2 separate regions of the Mus musculus genome follow, and region 2 is linked to region 1. A link is a contact called in public promoter capture Hi-C data. All regions are on one chromosome and are shown on one strand. Each heading gives the region's core, a stretch centred on a gene start, on an enhancer-like site or on the middle of the called end of the contact. The rest is flanking DNA. Distances are from core to core; before and after follow the strand shown. Region 1 overlaps Gm32507 (a long non-coding RNA gene). Region 2 overlaps Psd3 (pleckstrin and Sec7 domain containing 3).

Region 1 (4,621 bases), core at 794-3,293:
CTTCCATAGGGGCCAAGTTTAGCTCCCAGTCCATAGTGAGCAATTTACAGCTGCCTATAACTCCAGATCCAGGGCATCTAAATGCTCTCTTTTGCCCTGTGGGCACCTGTGCACACACAAGGCATAGGCATGTATACACATGTATACATACACATAAATTTAAAAAGTCTTAAAAAGTAAATTTCAGATGAAAACTTTTTCTTCCATCAGAAACACCCACTTTCCTGTGTTCAAAGTACACTGCATACAATAAAATGGCAAGTGTCTGGGTGTAGTGGTGCTTGCCCAAAGTCCCAGAGCTCAGGCGGCAGCAGGCAACTCTCCGTGGGTTCAAGGTCAGTGTGTACAGTGAGTTCCAGGACAGCCAGGGCTCTGTAGGGAGAATTTCTCTCTCTCTCTCTCTCTCTCTCTCTCTCTCTCGCTCGCTCGCTCGCTCGCTCTGTTTTGCCTGGTTTGATGGTATACACCTGTAATTCCAACACTTAGGAGGCTGCAGACGGAGGAGCCACACAAGTTAGAGGCAAGCGTGCATCATACAAAAAGGTTTTTTTTCCAGCTTGGGAGAGTGAGCTTCCGTCTCAAACAAGCAAAGTAGAGATAGCTGGAGAGATAGATCAGTGGTTAAGCGTGCTTTCCAGAAGGCTGGGGTTTAGTTCTCAACATCTATATAGTTGTACACAAACAGCCATGTTTCCAGTTCCCGGGGATTCAAGCATCTCTTCTGGTGTCTCTGTGGACACAGTGTGCCTGGAGAAGAAAACCACTCGCATACATAAGCAATGGCAGATCTTGTGTCAAGGGAGGTGGACAGTGTTTCTGATGATAGTAGCGGAAGTTGTACTCTGACCTACACACACGCACACACACACACACACACACACAGAGAGAGAGAGAGAGAGAGAGAGAGAGAGAGAGAGAGAGAGAGAGAGAGAAACCTGAGAGCTCACATCCAGATCCACAAACAGGAAGCACAGAGAGAGCACACTGGGAATGGTGCTAGTCTTCCGAAACCTCAAAGCCAGCCCCAGTGACACACCCCCTCCAACAAGGCCACACCCCCATCCTTCCCTAACAGTTCCACCAACTGCTGGTCTAGATATCAAACATATGAGCCTATGGGGCATTCTCAGTCAAACCACACCTTCACGTAGGCGGTGGAAAGCCTAGGACGTTGTTCTCACGTGAGCTTACATTTTGCTGGAGCTCTGGCCACAGACAGGGAGCAGATCTCTCTGCATAGGAAGCCCCCAGGAGTAACCTTCATTGTTCGCTGAGTGTAATATCCATTACTGTATCAACGCTTGATATTAGCATGTATGCCATGAATATCAATTCTCTTTTCCTGGTCTTATTAAAGGGAAAGCAAAGTCATCTACACTGTAGTTTTTCAAAGCCACAGGTTTGAAATATTCCTTAATTTTGGTTGTTCACCCTGGCTTCTTGTGTCTGTCCCCTCACTGTAAGACTTACAGTGACTGCTAATGCGGGGCTCAAAAGTCTGGCCTTGGTGACCTAAACATGGTGATATTGGCACCGGTAGTAGGGGTCTCCTCCTTATGTAAGGAGCGTGATGCCCATCTCACTGTATTACCCCGACTGGCCGCTAGCTGCCTCAGTTTCTAAGTATATATTACTCTGTCACATGGAACTCTTACATTTTAAAATTACAACTTTGGGCATGGTAGTGAGGCTGCAATTCCAGCACTTGGCAGAAGGATCATCCGAATTTGAGGCCAGCTTGCTCTGCATAGTGAGTTCCACGCCAGCAAAAAGATGAAAAATTAATTGAATTCTGTCTTTAGACGTTTGGCTCTATTAGTGTCCTATCACCAAGTGCGGCACTAAGTTCTTTTCAAAGTCTAGCTCACTTTGCTTTCTTAGAAGTCACTTTTAAAGCCTCTCAACTATACCACTAAAAGGAATCAGGACCATCATTGTAAGGGCTTAGCCAGAAACTGAAAATTTGATAGCCTACAGCAGCGTTATCTTTGTCGGACTAACATGGGAACAGCGCCACTCAGTGGTGATCATAGGAACTGCACCACTAAAGTCTACGACGTTGCCAGTCACCTCCTCTAATCTCCCACATCATTCACAGTGCCCCAAAACACACAGTGTAAATCACGACCTGCCCTGACTCCATTGCTTGAATCTAGGAAGCAGCTACTGGTGTGGTGTAGGGATGCAGCGCTCAGTAGAGAGCGATGTAAAGAGGTGGAGAAATTGTATCTTCACAGAGCCTGGGAGTTAGTCCCGAGCAGATGGCCTGAGTTCCATCTGGCAACCCAAATAGTGGAGGGAAATAACGGACTCTAGAGGTTGTCCTCTCATCTCCACGTGTGCACTGTAATACTCTCGTGACCCTTCCACCTCACCCCTCCCGTCCACCATAATAAATAAAAAATAATGTTTTTTTTTTTTAAATACAAGAGGAAAGAGAACAGAAACGTATACACACAGGCATGTACACACACACACACACACACATCCATGAAAGTAAAAGTTGAGGGGACAGTAAGGGAACATAAGAAGTTGGGGGGGAGCTAACGGGAGGGTATGGTAGAGCACAGTACATTAGTGCATAAAAATGTCATAATGCAGCGTTATTATATACAATTAATATATGATAAGAAAAGAGTTCTTCTTTTGTAGGGAAGAAATACTTGTGGGGCGGGCCTGAGGGGGTTGGTGACACACACCTACAGTCCCAGTACTTACTGGTGAGGTGGAGGCAGGAGGATCAGAAGGCCAATGCTATCCTTGGCCACATACTTAGTTGGAGTCCAACCTGGCCTACATGAGACCCTGTGTCAACAAAAGTAAAACAACAAATATATTTTGATAAACTATTTGGGGAAGGGGCTACAGCGTCGAGAAACTGCGCAGACAACAAAATGTGAGCTATACACGGATGCAGGAAACAAGGAGAAATGTTCCTTTGGGGTTTTCGCCAATTAGAGAAATCCGGAGGAGAGAAGCAGGGCAGTGGCGGCACAGCGGAAACAGGTGAGGACCCTGCACTCCCCCCCCCCCTCCCCAGCCCTTCAGGAAATCTGCAGAATCAGCAAACACCCGGCAGAGACTGGATTCTTGCAGAAGAGCAATGGCAGGTGAACAAAGAGAAATGAGGGTTACTCCTGAGCGATCTGCTGCCCGTCTGCTGTGGGGCGGGGGCAGTGATAAGCCACAGGCGCTCAGCAGTCTCACCCATGAGCCCTCAGCTTCTCAGCCCCTTTGGCTCTAGGTTACATAACTCTAGGATTGTGGTGATTAGTCTTGAGTGTCAATTTGATGGGCTTTACGATCACCATGGAAACAAACCTCTGGGGAGGTGTAGAGGGCACTTTTAGATTAGGATGAAATAGGAAGACTCCCCTCACCCTAAATATGGGCAGCACCATTCCATGGGCTGGGATCCTGGAACTGAGCCCCCAGCACCACCTCTAAAGGTGAGCACTCTCATCGTCTGAGAGTTGAGCACCAGATCCCTCCCCTAAGAGCTGAGCGCCAGCTACATCCTCCACCCCCTGGGAACTGAGCACCAGCTGCACCCCACATCCCCTGTGAGCACCAGCCTCACCCTCCACCCCCACCCATGCTTCCTGCCTCTTGAGATGAGCGATTGCCTGGAGCTCCCGCTGTGTGAGGATCCTGTCGGGATGGACTATGTAGATGAGCTATGAGGCAAAATAAACCTTCCTTCCTTAAGTCTTCCTGATACTCTGTCTCCAAAACAAGAAAAGTATATGATACACTGATCAAAAGGCAGGGTCTCATATTCCAGGTGTAGAGATAAATATGTCCAAAAGCATAGAGGTGGGGCTGGGAGGCAGGTGTGAGGGTGATCATCCCATCTCTGAGGAGAGATGAACCGAAGCCTCATAAGGCCATTTGCTAAAATTCACCGGTGCTGAATTTAGCATCGATGCCATCTGAACTTCTTCCAGGGGAAACATCTAATCAGGGAGATTGGGCAGAGTGATTTTCACTTGCTTAGGATGATGCTGAAATTAATCAAAAGGCATTTATTAGATACTTAATTGCACTTAGTGCAGTGCTGGAGGCCCACAAAGAGCACTGTGTGCACCTGGCCCCTCCACCCCAGCAATTTATAATATAGAGCAGTGGAGAGATGGGGAGGGGAGGGGACGGGACAGGAAGGAAGCCAGAATTTCATGAGGTCCTCAAACATAGCAGTCTCATGCAAAGGAAGATATTTCTTTTTCAGTGTTGGAGATTGAAGCTACTCTTCCTCCAGCTCGTGAGGCAAGCTTCTACCACTTACTCTGCCTTTATAAATGTCCGTCTGTCCACTTTACAGACAAGGAAAGTGCTGGAAGTCGAATTTAAGTTGAGCTTGGTTATTCTAAGGCTCTCTGCTCAGCACTGGTTAGCCTTGGATGGACTGCAGACAGACAGGAAAATGTGCTCAGAATAAAAGGTGTTCTTAAAACTGTAAGACATGGCTGGCACAATAGCCAAGCCAGTCAAAGCTCGAGCCATGCCAGCTGATGACCTGAGTCTGAACCCTGGAACCCACGGTGGGAGAAGAGGAATAGCCGTGCCCTCCATGCACGGTGTAGCATGCACACAGGCACACATTCACATGCCTGTGAGTGTG
Region 2 (4,647 bases), core at 1,938-4,437, 2.9 Mb after region 1:
AGTGGTCTTTCTAGACTCCTGGGATATTCATCTATTGACTCTGGTCAATCACTTTATCCATTCAGGAACAGCCACAACTGTATGGTCTGAAGCTACTCAGTCATGTTCACTGGCATCCTCCACTAGAACCATCTCCCAGCCTTCCTCCCAATTTGTGCTGTTCTCTAACCCATATAGGCACCTTTCCTCTGGGTTGTGCACATCACCCAGCTGAAAAGACCAAGTCAGGACGTTCTTGCATAGCACACATTTACCAAATGCTCATTTTTTTTTTATAGAACTAAGGAACATTTATTGTATGAGCTCATAATAGCAACCAATCCTGGAAGAAACCAACCACAGAATGCCAGAGTCCTGCGCTAGTTGCTTAATACATATTACCAGTATGCTTTCCCCATTTCAACATAAACATTGTTCCTGAGGCACCCCAACTCATCCTTTAAAACTTTTCTCCATCAGAGTAATATGCAAATAGACAAATATGTACTCAAGGGGAAAAATATACTGCATTGAATTAACACAGTGGGACTCATACCTTTCAAGCGTAACCTATAATATTGCTTTCTTTGCTACTCATCAGCCTAGAAGCAAGAGAAAGATATATGCGTTTACACTGCATGGATGCTATAGTACCTCTAAATGCATCAGGTATAATAATCAATATTGCTATTATAAATATTCATCTTCATAAAGCTAAGTGCCATAAGTAATGCTTAGGCATGAGCTGAATGTAGATTCTCCAAATGCCTTTGTACATAGATAGATGTAATCTTTCTTGAATTTTATATTTCATTGTTATCTAGTTTGCTTTCTTATTTTACAGCAAGCATTAAAAAGAATCCTCAGTAGCTATTTTAATGTAACTAAATGTGTTCCATAGGCATTTCTCTACTGACGCTGACTAAATGATCATTGCCAGCAACACTGGAATACAGACAGGTAGGATACAGCCCTCTTTCTACTTGGAGAAAAAGAACAAAACATGCCTTGTGCAATACCATCTCTCCTACAGCTGCACATGCAATAACCACTGCAGAGTTCTTAGGGCCATTATATTGTTTACAGAATAATGAAAAAGTTAAGTAGGACTATAGCAAATATAGGAGCCATTTATAATCACATGAAATCTAACCCCATAAAGCACATTAATATATTTTATAAACATGCTTTTTTTTTCTGACTTGATTATCTAGAAAGAAGACATCTCACACACACACACACACACACACACACACACACACACACACACACACACAGACATACACAGTCACAGAAGGACCATTCTATTTATTGTAAATCTCCTCTTATGTTTGTTCCTGAGGCAGCAAATATTTTGATGGGCTAATTCTACATCTATATAGGACAGAAGCTTCCTTTGGCCATGACAAAGAAAAGGTGTTCTATCACAGCCAAATAAATCTGAAACCTGTAAATTTACACAAAAATATCATACTGAAATGAATAGAGACATAGAACGATTATAAATACAGAATAGGAGGAAAACTATGAATGAGTTTGGGTTCTAGAAATAGAGCTAAGGGTAGCAGAATGACATGTAATGGAAAAGCCAGTAAGAGTGTGAAGAGAAAGGGTTGTGTTTGTTAGCAAGCCTAGAAACACAAGGGAAATTAATTCAAAACACACTGGGTAAATCTAGAAATCAAATCACTATTCTAGCCCAATTTAGGAGTTCAGAGTAAATTCAAGAATGGAAGTGTTGATGTGAAAACTGTAAATCCTGCTGAACAAACAATCCTATAAAATGAACTAAGATTGGAGGAATGAATAAAAAAAGCATGAACAAATCAGGAATAAAGAGAAGACTGATTTAACCAATTAGTCACCAGAGCAAAGAGCAGCCATCGGGAGCTAGTCAGGACTACTGGGATGTGGAGGTGCATGGTCTTAGCATGTTAGCAGTTCAGGGAACGAAAGAAGAATCAATCCTGCCCTGGGAGCCCATGGTGCACACCTGTAATTCTATCTCTGTAGTCTGCAGGAAGCTTATAAACTCAAAGACAGTGTAAGTTTCACATGAAAATGAAAAAGCTAGAAAGGGAGGAAGAAAGGGAGGGGGAGGAAAGAAGGAAGGAAGGGAGAAAGGGAGGAAGGGAGGAAGGGAGGAAGGGAGGAAGGAAGGAAGGGAGGGAAGGAAGGGAAGGGAAGGAAGAAGGAAGGAAGGAAGAAACCTAAGACTGAATGTGAGGAAGTAAACCTGATTCTCCTATGTAGGATGGCATTAAACAAATCTATTTTCCTAATTCTTTTCTCCCAACCTGTTCAGTGTTAAGTAAATCAGTGCTCTATTTACCAGTTCCAGGGAACAATATAACCTTTGTAAGTCATGATTAAGGCATGATGTCACATTTCTTTAACCTCAGCATTCTCAAGGCAGAGAGGCAGGCAGATATCTGTAAGTTCAAGGCCAGTCTGCTCTACAACAGAAGTTCCATGGCAGCCAAGGCAGTTACAAGGCTGTTTCAAGGCTGGCTTGAAAACAAAACAAAACAAAAAAAGGCAGCTCCCCTCGCCCAAAAAACAAAGACAATTAAACATAACCAAATCCAATTCTACCCACCTTTCAGATCTAACTCAATACAATCACCAGGAACTCTTCCCTAGGAAGTTTAGAAAACAGGGACCTTTCTCTTCTTTTTAGTCAGCTTTGAGAATAAAAGGTATAGACAGAAAAGGAAATAAAGTACAAAGGACATATAAGTAAGATTACAGCTAAAAGAAATTTCTATTTCAGGTTTCCTTGGTTGGAGTCATAAAAAGGTACAGGCCTTATTCTTCTGGAAAATGGGCAAACGTCTGTTTCGAGGCTCACTGAGGACAATTAGAATAGGATTCTTTTCTACATTTTTTCCTACTTCATGACACACTTTCCCCACTTTTGAGGGTTTGGGGCATTTAGAGTACATAATCCTTTATTCTTTTATCCAGAGTACATGATGGCCAGGGATAAGATATAGGAAGACACACAACCCCCAGAGAGGAAGTTTTAACATCGATCATGTGGATGAACAACACATCCCAGGAGGTTCAGTGAGAGCAGTGCTAAGACTCCAAAGGAAGCTTAATGCTGAGACACCAAGCAGCTCCCCGGGAAACATGTTATGAAAGTGTTGGGGGTGGGGAGCAAAATTAGTGGCACCAATACCAGTGACGCAAAGAAAAAGGAAAGAAATGCCAAGCTGTAGCCAGGCAATGCAATATAAAACCATCACTTCATGTCCCACTCACTTCCACACCCACTGAGAATGCTGTTCTTGGGGCTTATTAAGATTAAAAAAAAAAAAAAAAAGCAGCCTTCGGATCAATGCCAACCTATGCATATACCTAATCCAAAACACGAACCACCCAGTTCATGGCCATTCCAGACAGGTAGAAGGCAGAAAAAGAAAGGGATGTTCAGGGTCTCTTAGTATCAACCACGTCCCAAAACACAGGATAGGACTCTGTGCCAAATATGCTTAAACTCCGATGAATCATTGGCGTCCGTTCCTTTCAGGCATTTGTTGGAGACCAGCCTACACTGACATGGATGGGCTAGTCAGATAGTGCCAAGTAATAAGCAATAAGAGACATTAAGTTACTGAACTTGCATAAAAACAACAGCTTAGAATTTAAAGTCTAAGAAATGCCTGGCTTTTTTTTCCTTCTTTTTCACATAGAAAAAGAACTGTACCTGACTGAAAAAATTCTACTAAAATTCTTTGGCATTTTTTTATCTCAGTTTTGGTATTTACTGTTGTGTAGCTAATTACTATCCTTACATTGTTCTATCGAAATATAGATACAATATGTAAAATATGTGTTGCCCAGACTTGGACCAAACATTTGCCCCTTCCCATGTACTCAACACATATATCAAGACTCCCAACACTCCTAGACAAGCCCTCTTTGTCAACAAGTTAGAAAACAAACATCACCACAGCAGACACCCCATATATTCTGTTGCATCATTGCAGCCCCAAAAATGAGCCCCAGAATGAGGTGAGTGAATCCATGCAGAATGAATCTCTGCTTCTTGGAGTCTCATCCTGCTTCTGAGATCTATCAGTTTATAGTCTTAACTAGCCTAACTCAGGTCATCTACCACCTATCTAAGTTTTAAACAAGTTATACTTCAGACTGGAGGAGGGCTGAGGAGAAGGCAGAGTGGTCAAATACTTGCCTGACAAGCCTGATGACTACCTAAGTTCAGATCCTCCTAAGGTGAGTAAATAGATATACCAGCATATGTGTAATTCCAGTATGATTCTACCAAGTAATAGGAGATAGACACAGAAGAATTGTTGGACACAGGACAGTTAGTAAGGAGTATAGAGCAATTTACAACATAAGAAACCCTGTCTCAAGCAAATCAAGAACCAACACCTTTGCCTGTCCTCTGACCTCTGCGTATGTAGCCATGACACACATATACCTGTGTGCACATATGCATACATACACACACACACACACACACACACACACACACACACACACACACAGACACACTCGTGAAAAGAAAGAGGAGGAGGGAGGGTAAGAGTATGGGAAGGAGATGAGACAGAGAAGAGGAAGAGAGGGAAATATATACACATTTCATAGATGAATTTTTTTGTCTCAGCCATCTTTCTCCCTCTGCCTCCAACACAG

Evidence for each region. Promoter capture Hi-C pulls out the DNA fragments that hold promoters and counts their contacts.
Region 2: a contact with region 1 is called in a promoter capture Hi-C map of hippocampal neurons, with 9 times the contacts expected there. The contact joins two enhancer-like sites. A contact is called at or near these places in 1 of 39 promoter capture datasets (hippocampal neurons) and 1 of 115 datasets of contacts at active chromatin or transcription factors (embryonic forebrain).

The regions. Positions count from the first base shown.
Region 1 is chr8:64,939,593-64,944,213 of GRCm38.p6, forward strand. Gm32507 (a long non-coding RNA gene) reads left to right here. Exons shown (of 4, transcript XR_379050.2): 3 at 2,860-3,006; 4 at 4,229-4,621. Among named protein-coding and RNA genes, the nearest start is that of Gm32507, 4.5 kb to the left of the region's middle. Within about 2 kb of position 2,044, at least 20 of the 459 cell types and tissues checked have an H3K27ac peak or open chromatin away from gene starts, as enhancers often do. A contact at or near this core is called in hippocampal neurons, where this site is marked.
Region 2 is chr8:67,850,319-67,854,965 of GRCm38.p6, forward strand. The region is part of intron 9 of Psd3 (pleckstrin and Sec7 domain containing 3); the gene reads right to left. Gm32888 (a long non-coding RNA gene) reads right to left here. Exons shown (of 2, transcript XR_379060.3): 2 at 2,863-4,647. Among named protein-coding and RNA genes, the nearest start is that of Gm32888, 11 kb to the right of the region's middle. Within about 2 kb of position 3,188, at least 42 of the 459 cell types and tissues checked have an H3K27ac peak or open chromatin away from gene starts, as enhancers often do. A contact at or near this core is called in hippocampal neurons, where this site is marked.